Regions from separate parts of the Mus musculus genome. Here region 2 is linked to region 1. The links are chromatin contacts, called in public Hi-C maps. All regions are on one chromosome and are shown on one strand. The core of a region is the stretch at or near the end of the contact, and the rest is flanking DNA. Distances in the headings are between cores, read along the strand shown.

Evidence for each region. Hi-C and Micro-C count contacts between places; a contact is called where the count stands out from the background.
Region 2: a Hi-C map of the N1E-115 cell line shows a contact between it and region 1, with 9 times the contacts expected there. The contact joins two enhancer-like sites. A contact is called at or near these places in 10 of 484 Hi-C or Micro-C datasets (the BV-2 cell line, the N1E-115 cell line, beige adipocytes and 6 more) and 1 of 115 datasets of contacts at active chromatin or transcription factors (neural progenitor cells).

What each region holds. Positions count from the first base shown.
Region 1 is chr14:22,861,382-22,867,254 of GRCm38.p6, forward strand. The region is part of intron 6 of Lrmda (leucine rich melanocyte differentiation associated); the gene reads left to right. Among named protein-coding and RNA genes, the nearest start is that of Gm30926, 63 kb to the left of the region's middle. Within about 2 kb of position 2,965, at least 16 of the 459 cell types and tissues checked have an H3K27ac peak or open chromatin away from gene starts, as enhancers often do. A contact at or near this core is called in the N1E-115 cell line, where this site is marked.
Region 2 is chr14:23,038,965-23,045,684 of GRCm38.p6, forward strand. The region is part of intron 6 of Lrmda (leucine rich melanocyte differentiation associated); the gene reads left to right. Gm10248 (predicted gene 10248) reads right to left here. Exons shown (of 4, transcript NR_033550.1): 3 at 2,159-2,233; 4 at 1-1,175. Among named protein-coding and RNA genes, the nearest start is that of Gm10248, 52 kb to the right of the region's middle. Within about 2 kb of position 4,472, at least 3 of the 459 cell types and tissues checked have an H3K27ac peak or open chromatin away from gene starts, as enhancers often do. A contact at or near this core is called in the N1E-115 cell line, where this site is marked.

The DNA of each region.
Region 1 (5,873 bases), core at 1,715-4,214:
TGTCTAATCATTTTCCTCTTCATAGCACCTCTTCCTGGGGCTAAAGGCTACCTGGCTTCAGGGTTTTCTGGGAAGGACTCTGTAGAGACCAGAGACACTGTAATGTTGGCATAGGGTCATGTGAGTTAGTTCTCCCTCTTCAGGGGACCGAGCCTTGTCTGGGTCATAGGATAGAATTTGGGCAAATCTTCCCTGCCATTCAGTAAGTAATTCAACTGCTGTCTGGTCTATTATCCCAGCCACGCAAAGCTGCAGGGAACATGTATGGTGGTTTTGTGATGTAGAAGCTATCACTACAAACTTTTTATTTCTTGAACATCATCTTGCAGTGTCATGATTACAAGGCTCTGAAGAAGATAAACCCTCCGTCCATTCCCTGTATAAATGGGCACTCGGGACAAAACCACCTAGTTAATTTCTCCTTGTTGCTGAAGGAGAGTCTGAATCCTAACCACAACACAACCTATCCCCTAAATCTCTATTAAGAATCATCCAGGGTAGTCTGGTGAAGTGCTATTTAAAGTCAGCAGAGAATTATAAAGTCAAAAGTGAAAAATGGTACAACAGGAAAGAATCATAAAAAAACACTAGATCAGTTAAATGTAGTCAAAGGCAATTTAGTGTGAACTGGCACTGGTCCTTATTGATGCGGAGAATGTGATGTGTCAGGGGTTGCCAAGAGCATGAGGAGAATGCAGAGCGAAGGATGCAATGCCTGCTTCACCCCGGAGCAGCCACACAGGTCGAGGAAGGACACGGGGCTGCCTTGTTCTTATACCAGGAGTAAAGGAACACTATTATAATTCCCTCAGTCTGGCCATCTCTTTTTTTATTTCTATCTCAATGTGTGTGTGTTTGTGTGTGTGTGTGTGTACATATATTTTAAAAATATATTCATCAAAATTAGAAAGCCAAGAGAAATGACTCAGTTTATAAAATGTTTGCCATACCAGTATGTGGATCTGAATTCATCATTCCAGAATCCACATAAAACTAGAGTCTGACACTGCAACCCAGTAACTGTATAGCTGGGGAGATGGAGGGTCTCTGGGGCTTGCAGTCTAGCTGAATCAGCCAGGTCTGGCTTCAGTGACAGACCCTGTCTCAAAACAATAATGTGGTGAGCAATTGAGGAACACACCTGACATTGACTCCTGGCCTACACACAGACACACAGAAACAGACACACACAGGCACACACACACATGCACAAGCACATGTGCACATACACACATGGACCTGTACACACATGTAAACACATGCAAATAATAACAAAATTACTCCTTTCATCGAGATAAATGAACTAAGAATCATATAGAAAGAAGAAGCCCAGGAAGCTAAGTAGTCCTTATGTGTACTTTTGAAATTTCTACAGATTTTGCCTCTCTGAGGCCACTATAAGGACCTGCGTTTCCACATCAACCTCTCTTCCCTCCTATCTGACACTGTTTCTGCCTCATTCGTCAGTCATGCTGTGTCCCTTCAAAGAATAACAGCATCTTTGATCATTACTAACGACAGCTGCCATTACCCCATCCCATCCTTTGTAGGCATTGTGCTGAGACCTATACAGAACTTCATCTATCCCCCACCCCACGCACAGTGAGAGAGATCTTGTGATCCCACTTCTTCATGAGAGAGGACAGTGATCTTCGAGACTTGAGGTCCTGCATGGCATGGCAGAGACAGGATTTAGCAAGCCGGACTTCCTCAGCAGATGCTGTTAGTTCTTCCCCAACTTTGTCAACAGCAGGGACTGCACACTCATACTGCCCAGAGACAGAGGCAGCTGTCAACCATAGCATGGAGCACGGAAGAACAAGGTCTGATGGAGTCCTGCCCTGACCTTTTCACATACTGCCTTGGTGACTAACAAGACACTCACTTGCTCCATGTCTCCCTGTCTTCAGAATGGGGACAGTGATGACACTGCCTTGGTAGAGTGATGGAGGCAGTTGTCCTAAGTGTGCTGAGGAAGATGCGGCCCACGGGTTTGAGTGCGGCTACCTCTATAGTTACTATCAAGTTCTTTGTGTTTTATTCATGCTTTTCAGCTTCTAAAGGCAGGCGCTTTCACTGAGGAAAGTGCTTGTAGACAAAGTTGAGAGCCAAGAGGTAGCAGGACGAGGACCTGCTGCGTGTCAGTACAGCAGATGGTCTGCAAGGTGGCCGGCTGCTCAGGCCCTCCAAGCCTTTCTGGAATTCGGGCACTATCTACTTTTGGTAGACCTGTTTCCCCCACCCCCAAATCAAATCAGTTTGAAGAGATGGAAAACAAGGAAGCCTGACCCCTTGACTATTCCCCTCCTTGTACCTGCACCTTCGGAATCAGGTTCTGGAACTACCACCTTGCTTGCTCATCATCAGCCCACCACTGGAAAGAGAAAGCATCCAGGGGACTTGCATGAAGCTCTAGCTCTTGCAGAGTCTAGCTGCTGATTATAGGGGGAGAGACTGGTGTAACCAAAATGCTTTGGAAGACACGAAAGAGACCAGAGAAAACTATTGGGAGGTGGATAATACAGGCCGGGCAGGAGCAGCCATTAATCTCAAGGGTCTTCAATTTCCCTTAGAAGTTCCCTCCCCCCCACCCCCGAAAGAACAGAAATGATCCAGGCCATATGCTGTCCCTTTGTAATCCTCTGAGATGAGGGCTCCTCCCTCCCCACCAACAGATTGAGGCCAATGCTGCGGCCTCATTTAAGATGGTTCTTGAACTTGAAAAGGAGCGTAAAGGTTGTGGCATGCAGGCAGAGTCAACGCAGATGATTTGACTAAAGTAATCCTGATGAATGCCAGGCCCCTCCTGACCACCACAGCCTGACGATGACACATCCGAGGCTCCTTGGGCTGGCTTGCATTTAGGTCAATCTGAACAATCAGGGAAGACATAGTTCCGCTGTGCAGAGTTCTGGGCTGTGCAGGGAACAAGCTAATTGTTCAGTCTCAACTGAGACCTTTCGCTCAAGTCATTAATCACAGAGCATGGTCTGGAGCCTTGGCCCGGAGTTCTATTCTTTAGGCTGAGCCCCTGCTGCAGATGAAGGCTCATTCCAGGTGCTAGCCATTTGCGCTCTCTTCCAATGGGGCTGATTTATGGACCTGGAGATGTTTCCTGGTTTTTCCAAATTCTGTTCCATTACTTTGTAATAAAGGAGACATGTGATTTCTGGCTTTTTGCAGATCCTCAGTTTTTACATTCTCTAATACCAAAGATTTTAAAAATTAGTTTGTGGTCGGCTGTCTGTGATCTGGAGGGTGGAAATGCTGTTCTGTGTTTGAATATCAAAGTCAAAACCATAGGGACTCTTATTTCTTTCCCCTGCTGGTTACAGTTGAAGTTGTACAAGTCAGGCAGGAGTCTTTGTTTCCACATTCAACATCCAGATGCAAATTAAGGTTTGGGAAACCTTGGTGACAGCAGCTTGCTGCAGGTGTTAGAGTTATCCCCATCCCCTCCTGACACATGTTGTTCACAGTATAATATTAAAAGGCCTTTCACACTTCAGCTGGCTCTCCAGTGAGAGTATAAGCCAATACTGAAGACTTCAAAAGGGAGCCTGTGTGTCAAAGGAGGACACTGTCACACTGAGGCCAAACAGGGTGCTGCCTAGTGGTACCTGTTTGACTGAAAGCTAAGCCAGATCTGGGCTGATAGGGGACAGCAGATCCCCTGGGAGTTTCTGCAAGAGGCAGAATTGTGTCAGGAGAGAGTAATTGGAAATTGATACTTGGCATATCTCTGAACTACCCTTTTATTCCAGATAACACCAAAGGGTTTGGCCAAGAGTCTCTGGTGGGTAATCTATCAATTCCCACAATCCATTGCTGAAATACAATCTGCTTGAAAGTCACCAGCTGCTTTCTGATTCTGATTCCTAACTAGCACTTAAAAGTGTGAAGGCCTGTAGTCTTCATCTGGGTGAGTAGAGGAGGGTGGGAGAAGCAGCCAGCTCTGCCTTTTGATGAGTCTCTGAATAATATTGTCACTGGCAACAGCAAACTATCCTTAAAATTCAACTCAGTTCAACAGGTACAGATCCTGAGCCTGCCCTGGGCCTCATGCTATGCTGTGTGCCATGGGACATAGAAAATAAATATCAAACGTGGTCTTTGCCCTTGCGGAGCTTGTGGCTCGGAGGGAAGATGATGTGTTTATGAAACACGTATCATGTGGCAAGATAAGGTCTTGTGTATGTGCCAAAGTGAGGGGAGCTGGGAATAGGGAAGACACAGAGGCAGCAAAACAAGGACAGAGCAGTCCAGGGTTGTCATAGAAGGTTTTATGGATGAGGTGGGACAAAGACACCAATATCCCCAAACCCCAATTTTTCCCTTAAAGAAACCTGCCTCCTGTTACTGAGAGATTCCGGATACATTCATGTGCACCTCACAGTATGAGAATCAGGTGATTCTGTTTGAATACGTGTCACATACATGTTAGGGTGCCAACAACCAGATATAATGAAGTAGAATAACACGTTCTATTGGCATATGTGCTCTTCTGGGGCCAGCTCCTCTTATGCGGATACCTAAAGGTATTGCTGGTCTCCATGATCGCAAAGCCTAAGATCCTTTCCACTTGCTTTTAATGACCTAAAGATCTTCCAACCCCAGGTACATTGTGAGCTGATGCTCTGAGTGCACGGTTGTTATGGAGCTGTCCCACCTCATCCTCATCCATGGATGGCATGGGAGCTTTGTGAGCTGCCTACAGTGTAAAGCCTGTTATGAATATGGATGGTGGGCAGAAAAGACATGGGACCAGCTTCAGATGCTGGCTTAAATACTGAGTTAGAGAGGACTTGAGTAGCATTAGAAAGTCTGGGCATGGCCCAAATTCAAGGCCACAAAAGTGAAGCCTCGTGTCCATTTCTGTGAAGGTCAAATGTGGAGGGCAAGCCGCATTTTTTATTAATTTTCATATTTTGTCCTTGACAGTCATTCTTCGAAAAGTCCCTTATCTTTAGTGGTAAGGCAGTCTTGCAGTAGGCTTTGGTGCCTGAGAAGTTGGTTTGTTTTATTTTTTAATGTTTTTCTTAATGTATTAATTGTATATAACAGTGAGGCTTATTATGACATTTGCATGCATGTACATAATGTATTTCTGTTATTCACATTCCACTACCCTCACTTTCTCTATTTTCTTTCTTCTCATGTTTTCCCCTTTCTATTTCTATGTCTTTTTTTTTAATTAAATATTTTCTTTATTTACATTTCAAATGTTATCCCCCTTTCCTGGTTTCCCCTCTGAAAACCCATACCCCCCCATCCCCCTGCTCACAAACCCACCCACTCCTGCTTCCTGGCCCTGGCATTCCCCTATACTGGGGCATAGAACCTTCACAGGACCGAGTCTCTCCTCCCATTCATGACCGACTAGGCCATCCTCTGCTACATAAGCAGCTACAACCATGAGTCGTACCATGTGTTTTCTTGGATTGGTGGTTTAGTCCCAGGGAACTCTGGGGGAACTGGTTAGTTCATATTGTTGTTCCTCCTATGGGGCTGCAAACCCCTTTAGCTCCTTGGGTACTTTCTCTAGTTCCTTCATTGGAGACCCTGTGCTCCATCCAAAGGCTGGCTGACAGCATCCACTTCTATATTTGTCAGGCACTGGCAGAACCTCTCAGGAGACAGCTATATCAGGCTTCTTTCAGCAAGATCTTGTTGGCATCCACAATAGTGTCTGGGTTTGGTCGTTGTATATGGGATGGATCTCTAGATGGGGCAGTCTCTATATGGTCATTCATTCAGTATCTGCTCCACACTTTGTCTTTGTAACACCTTCCATGGGTATTTTGTCCCCCCCCCCCCTTCTAAGAAGGATAAAAGTATCCACACTTAGGTCTTCTTTCTTCATGAATTTCATG
Region 2 (6,720 bases), core at 3,222-5,721, 180 kb after region 1:
TGCAACTTTGACAGGTAATCAAGACTGGGTGACTTTTGGTTCTGATTTAGCAAAATATGATCAACGTGTTCACACCCACAGCACACACAACAGTTTACAAGAGGACATACAGAACACATGCTCAGAACAACTTAGTTACATGCCATACACAGGTATGCATATGCCCACGTAGTCACCCAAGAAGTAACTCTGCATTGTTACCGTAAGTATATAATCCCATCTACCAGCTTGCACTATACTCTGACTTTGATGAAAAGTCAGCAGTACAAGGGGAAATCTCTTCATCAGAAAACTCAATAGAAAGGAAAAAAAGAAGCATTCCCAAGACATTGTCATGTATTGCTGGTTATTTTTGGTGGTTAAGAGAATTATTTGAAAACAAAGAAACCTTTCACAAAGCCTCCAAAATACAAAAGATTTAATAACATTTACATCTGTGTATCAGCCATGTCTGTAATGCAAGTCATGAATAACACATCAACCGGCACAGAGAAAGCACAGAAGTCCTCACACATCATTTAAAATCCACCCCACCCCATCGTCAGCGGAATCAAATACACAGCAGGAACAGTTCCAGTTCACACACACACAATATAGTCACTGAAGATGAAAATGTATTAATTATGTTTCTCAAGGTTCAGAGAGAGATAGCAAGGTTCACTAAACTGGTCCAACTTCTCAATTGAAAAATCCATACCAAAAGACCCTCCTGGGCTGCCTCTGGATTTTGAAGAAACAACAGAATGGTTGCTCATGTATATTTGTCTTGTGTGTGGCTGATCAATTAAGTCTGCAGTTGGGGCTCCATCTCGCCTTCATACTGTGCTGAAAATGGAGGCTGTTAAAAGTGAGTAAGTTAAGAAAGGAAGAAAGAAGAAGAGTAAAAGAAGTAAAAGGCTTTTCTAGTGAGGAATACATAAGTCCAGGGAGTGTCCAGTGCAAGTCTGCCACGCAGCGAGCTTCCTCGATCAGCCCCTCTGCCATCTGTGGATCCCCAGGAATCTTCTCGAACTTCCAAAAGCAGTGGGTCCTTAGATTCTATCAGCTTGTGATCTATCTCTGGACCAGTTTTTGCTATGTGATGGAGAAGGATGAGTTGAGAGAGAGATGATCTAGGAGTTTTTGGTGTTTATTATGTATTCTTCAAATTGGTATTTACTGTTTGTTCCTAGGAGCTGGAGGACATTGAAAAATGTTCACTTTAGATGAGCACTTTGTTTCTCTATGTAGAGTAGTACTTTCATTACCTTTGTCTCTAATCTTTGCCCAGCTTCCCTTTCCTCTCCTGTTCATTGTATTTCTTCTATCTCAGGGCCTTCCTCTGTGGATGCTGCAGCATGTAGGAGGAATTCCCTTCGTATCTCATTTCAATATGAAGTTTCGGGTCTTTCACTGAGGCAGAAGGTTAACAGTCCTTTCTCTCTGTACTTCAGAGGCGTAATTCCTAGAGAGTGTTTCAGGGCAAGTGGGGTGTAATTGCTAAATAATATAGTCATTCTTGTTTTAAATGAGAAATATTTCCATCATTCCTGATGTGTGTGTGTGTGTGTGTGTGTGTGTGTGTACATGGGCAGACCCTGAGAGATGAGGCTTCTGCAGAAAGGGAAGCTCCAGCTATCCTAGGGGAGTTTGCACATTTACCCATTTAGGTTTTAAATGCTGTGTTGCATGCTGGGCCTTTTAGGCACTTGGGATTATGTATAATAGATGACCTGCTTTTACAGGGATGCATGCTATACAGATGTAAATGTTATTATAGCTTTTATATTTTATGTTCTTGTTGAAAGATCATTTTGTCTTTGAGTAATACTGCCATTCAATTCTTTCTTGGGGGAGGGTGGCAGAGGAGGAGGGGGTTATCTTTAAAAGAGAATATGAACTCGATATTGCACATCATATATTTCTTAAAAGTAATTTGGAATTTTAGGGTCTGGGATCGGGGCTGACTGATACACTGCCGTGATGAGATATAACCCTTAGAAAATAACAGCACTCGCACATGCCTGCATCTGCCCAACCTCATAATTCACTTTCACATTGGATTATGGATGTCTGCGTTCACTGAGTCTATCTTCCCTTTAGGTATTATTTCAGCCCTTTGAGATAATAAGGAAAGTTTAATTGCGTTGTTAATTGATTTTTTGCACAACATTATTACCTTGATTGATTGCAGAGTTGATGAAAATGTTAGACACAGGCAGCGTGGAGTCTCAGCCGGGCAAGGAGTGGGAGCCTTGTGGAGAATAGATAACCTTGATGTTAAGGGCTATATCCTTCAGATATGTCTTCCCGTGACATATTGATGGCCCTCGAAAAGGGAAAAGCTGATTGTATGCAGAATGCAATCATTAAACCCACTTCAGTTCACTGTTGATTAATTTGTTTTTTTCCTGAAGGATCTAGTTATAGGGAAGGCCTCACTTGTACCAACCGCAACCATTTCCTAGGCCCCAGATGGCTTAACCCTCTAGGTGAAGAGAAGGAATAAGGCTGGTGGGGCTAAGTATGAGCAGAGGGAGGTGTTTGATGCTCACAAGGCATCTCCATCCCCTGGAGAGTGCTCGATCAACCCTCCAAAAGTATCAGTATGTTAGTTAAAGTGTCTATAACCAGGAACCCTTTGCTTAGGGTATAGGACACAGCCTCAATGGCTTGTTTAGTAAGGCTTATTTTCACCTTACAGTGGTATCTATGGATGACACAAGACAGGAAGGAATGTTGTTATTTAAAATTTCTATAAGCTTATCCCGTGCTTGGTGACTTGGGGTGTCACTGATCTGTCAGTGTTTGTGTCTGTCAGCTTTCTGTCACCATGACCAGATGCTTGGGACAAGTGACAATTAAAGCAGATGGCTTAGGAGATTCTATCTGTAATCAGCTGGCCCTGTTGCTTTTGGACCTGTGGTAAGGTGGTATACCGTGTAAGAACTTGCAGCATAGCAAACCATGCACCTTACAGAGTGGGTACAAAAGGAATACATAAAAGGGGACAGGTCCCTCTGTCCCCCTCTCCAAGACTATGCCTACAATAACCTTGGAGTGTTTGCACTGTGGTGACAGAATACATGAGCAAAATAAGTAAACGGAGAAAGGGCTTCATTTGATTCATGGTTTTAGTTGATCATGGCAAGAAAGATGTGGCAAAGAGGCCCATCTCATGGGCACAGGAAGACCAGGGAGGGTACACTCATATTTACAGATTTTGTCACCCTTTCCTGGATCCCAGCCTCTGAGATTAGGCAAGAGAGGAAATCTTGACGTCATAATGTTCCCCGGGAAAACCTTCACATGCGCTTCTCAGCCCCATCTGTTGCCAGTCAGCCATCATATCTAACTGCTTCCACTAAGGCTCCATTATGTGCCAACATCTGTGAGAGAGACTATTGTGTTAGAGGTCCATGAGGGACATTTATGATCCAAACCACAGCAAGATGGGCAGCAGTGAGAATCTGGAGGTCCCTAATACACTCGCCATTAACTTCTCTCCCTGCCCTGAATGACTCTTCCCTGTTATCACCATTACTGCCATGTCTAAAACCATCTTCATTGTCCCAAAATCCAAGTTGATTGAAAAACCTGGTCTTCCTTCTCTTTTCACCCATCTTGATCTATCATCAATCCCAGAAATCTTCTGCTGAGACCTAGGGTATAGGATACAGCCACTACAGCTTGTTTAGCAATGACCTTGAGGCTCGGAATACTGGTTTCAGAGGAGGGACTGGCTTTACACACTTTCTAATGCAATAACTCTAGAAAATCTCTGCATTCTAAGGTGGGTGGGCAGCTTCCCCTGGAGCCCCGTCACTTTAGATACTTTTCACTTATGGAACATTCTGTCTTGTTTTGCCCTATCTTCCCTCTATGGCTGTCCCCATTACTTATTCAAACCAATTTTTAATTGCATAGCATTGTTGGAGGCCGACCAAAAGTTACATCATCTTCCTGGGGTCATGTGGGCTTCAAAGGCAAGAAGAGAAATGGCTCAGGAACACCCCTTCCCTACCCCAGCACCACAGAACATCATGGTGACAGCCTCACTTCTCCTGTCTGCCCCACCTCCTCCATTACAAGTCTTTCTTCTCCTCAACTAACCACTGGTGCACAGGGAGTGTAATATCCACAGTCTTGGCCCTCAATTACCGTAATGGCTTATAATGAGATTTTGGCCAAGTAGCAGGTAGCTGGTTATTGCTTCCTGCTCAGCGTGGGCAATGTCTATGCTGTTAATTTGTGTTACTGAATGTGGCTCAGAGCTGGGCATCAAACTGTCAGAGCCAGATGTATTCTATTAGGCTATACTGGACAATAGGCAATCTTTGTTTTTCCAGTATGGAGGCATGTTAACTTACCACAGGGTGAATCCAGACAAATAAGAGTCAAACTAAAACAAGGGGGTGATATCTTAAGTCATCAAAGTAGTACATTCCAGGGACAGATAACACCTGGCATCACCTACTGTCACTACTGTTTCTCTGCCTGGGACTGCTCCATTGACAGGCAAAAAACAAAACAAAACAAAATAAAACCTTCGTAAGATTGCTGGGGAGACTGGTAACTTCATTAAGTTTTAATGAGGCTAACCCTAATGAAGGCCTTTCTAATGTACTTTGTATTTACTAGGCTTTCATCTTGAGCAAGAAATAGGGTCCAGAAAGTTTCTAGTGCTCTTGTGTGCTTCTTTGTCTTGATGTACACACATGTGTGCATGTATATATACACACATACATAAAAGCATGTGTCAAGAAGGTGGAGGATGGGTAGTTGAAGACATTCAGGAGTACAGTTTGTTAGTGTCCAAGTATTGTGATTCTGCAACAGTAGACTTTTGGACACACACTTTTGGACAGAGAGAGCTAGAGGCAGGGGTGGGAGAAAGAAGAAAGGAAGGAATGAAGAAGGGGGGAGGGGTGGGTAAGAGGAAGGGAGAGACAGACAATGTAAATTTCATTCAATTAGATCAAATATCAACAGATCCTCTTTGTTTTTCTTTGAGAGAGGCAATTTTGACTACCCTAGAACTAAGAAAGATTATGATATCATCTATGGAGAACCAGTTCACTTGGATTTTAATGGAGGGCAGACGGAGTTTGGGTCAGTGTGCTCAGGGAGGAAGCCCTTTAGGGGCTTGAATTACAACAATCTCAGTTGTTACTACATTTGCTTAATTTCGTCTGAGAGTTCCATCCTGCCCCTCCCTGACCTCTTTTCTAAAAACCTGGGTTTATTTTCAATAACTCCTTGGATAAATTTCAGCCCAAGGAAGCACACAGAACTGTAGAGAAAGCCCTGCCTCCACCTTTTGATGCTAGCCCTCGATGAGAACAGATCTGAAACCAAAATGTGAATGTCTTCTTAAGAGCACAGCCAGCACCCCTGTTCACACTCTGCCAGGAAACCCCACTTCTCAGGTGTGTTCATAGAGGGGCCTGGCAGCTTGGAGGAGGAGCAAAGATATCTGGAAAGCTGTTTTCCCAATTCCCCCTGCTCTGTACTTCATAAATCATGTTTTACAGGCTCACCCCCAGTCCTACCCCATTCTCTGCTTTCTTCTCCTGTTAATGCAATCAGCATGCCACTAAAATAAAACCCCAAAATGGGAGAAAGCTTGAATGTCCAAATATTGTGCATCTTTTTTTTTTTCTTATTTCAGTGCTGAAGTTTGAACTAAGGGCCTGATACTGTGCTAGACAAGAGCTGTCCCTCGCTTCAGTCAGTCATTACTTATCTGTTTTAGGTGCCATTTGTTTTCTGGCTGCTCTTGGGAAGCAAATAAAACTTCTATTTACTAGAGTGCAATACAGTAAGATCTTCAACTAGCCAGATTCTTTGTGTCTCTAACTTTAAATATGAATAAAAATGAGGGCATTTACTTTACCAAAGAAAAGGGCAGGGTGGGGAGGGGCCTTTAGGTTGTTCTAGAACAGACTTTCTTAAAGATCATTCTGCAACATTATCTGGGAATTTTCCAAAAGAAACAAATTTCTCGTCCCAGACTCAGACCCACTAAATTGGAAGTTTTGGGGATGGTCCCCATGGAGAGAAAGTCAAGGAGAACCAGTTCCTAGGGAGAGGACACCCAACTCTTTGGCATGTCAAATGTATGGGCTCCGAAGCACCCTTAGGCCATTGTGCTCAGTCCACAAATATCAACTTAGATATGGGGAGACGTCTCAGTGGGAAGCAAACCTGAGGAGTCATGTTCCATCTCTTAAGACAAGCATGCGTGATAAAGCCAGGCATATTGCTATGTACTTATCACCCCAGCCTAGAGAGTCCTGGAAACCCACTGTAGCTGAATGGGTAATCTGTAACCCCCCCCCAAAAGGCTGTCTTAAAAGATAGAATAAATTGAAAAAATGACAGATGAGGCTGCCTTCTGACTTCCATCACCAGTCTATACAAATTATTTGTTGAACACCTAAGATGTAGCTTGGGCTTGGTGGTGTGTGTGTGAATCTGCTGTCTGAACCCTTCTGAAGTCTGTGCAGAGGAAGGATGCTGTGTTTCTGAGTAGCATTCACTTCTCCCACCCCCACCCCCACCCCCATCTTACTTCCTGATTGTGTCATCCTCACTGGTAACCCTCAACTGCAGCCACTCTGGCAAATCTAGTGAGACTGTTGCTTTTATGGGTGAGAGAGAACTCAAAGTTTCCACTTAATCATGAGATAATAATCTAATTAATTAACTGGGCCCCACCTTTCCTTTGTGGCTGCTTTG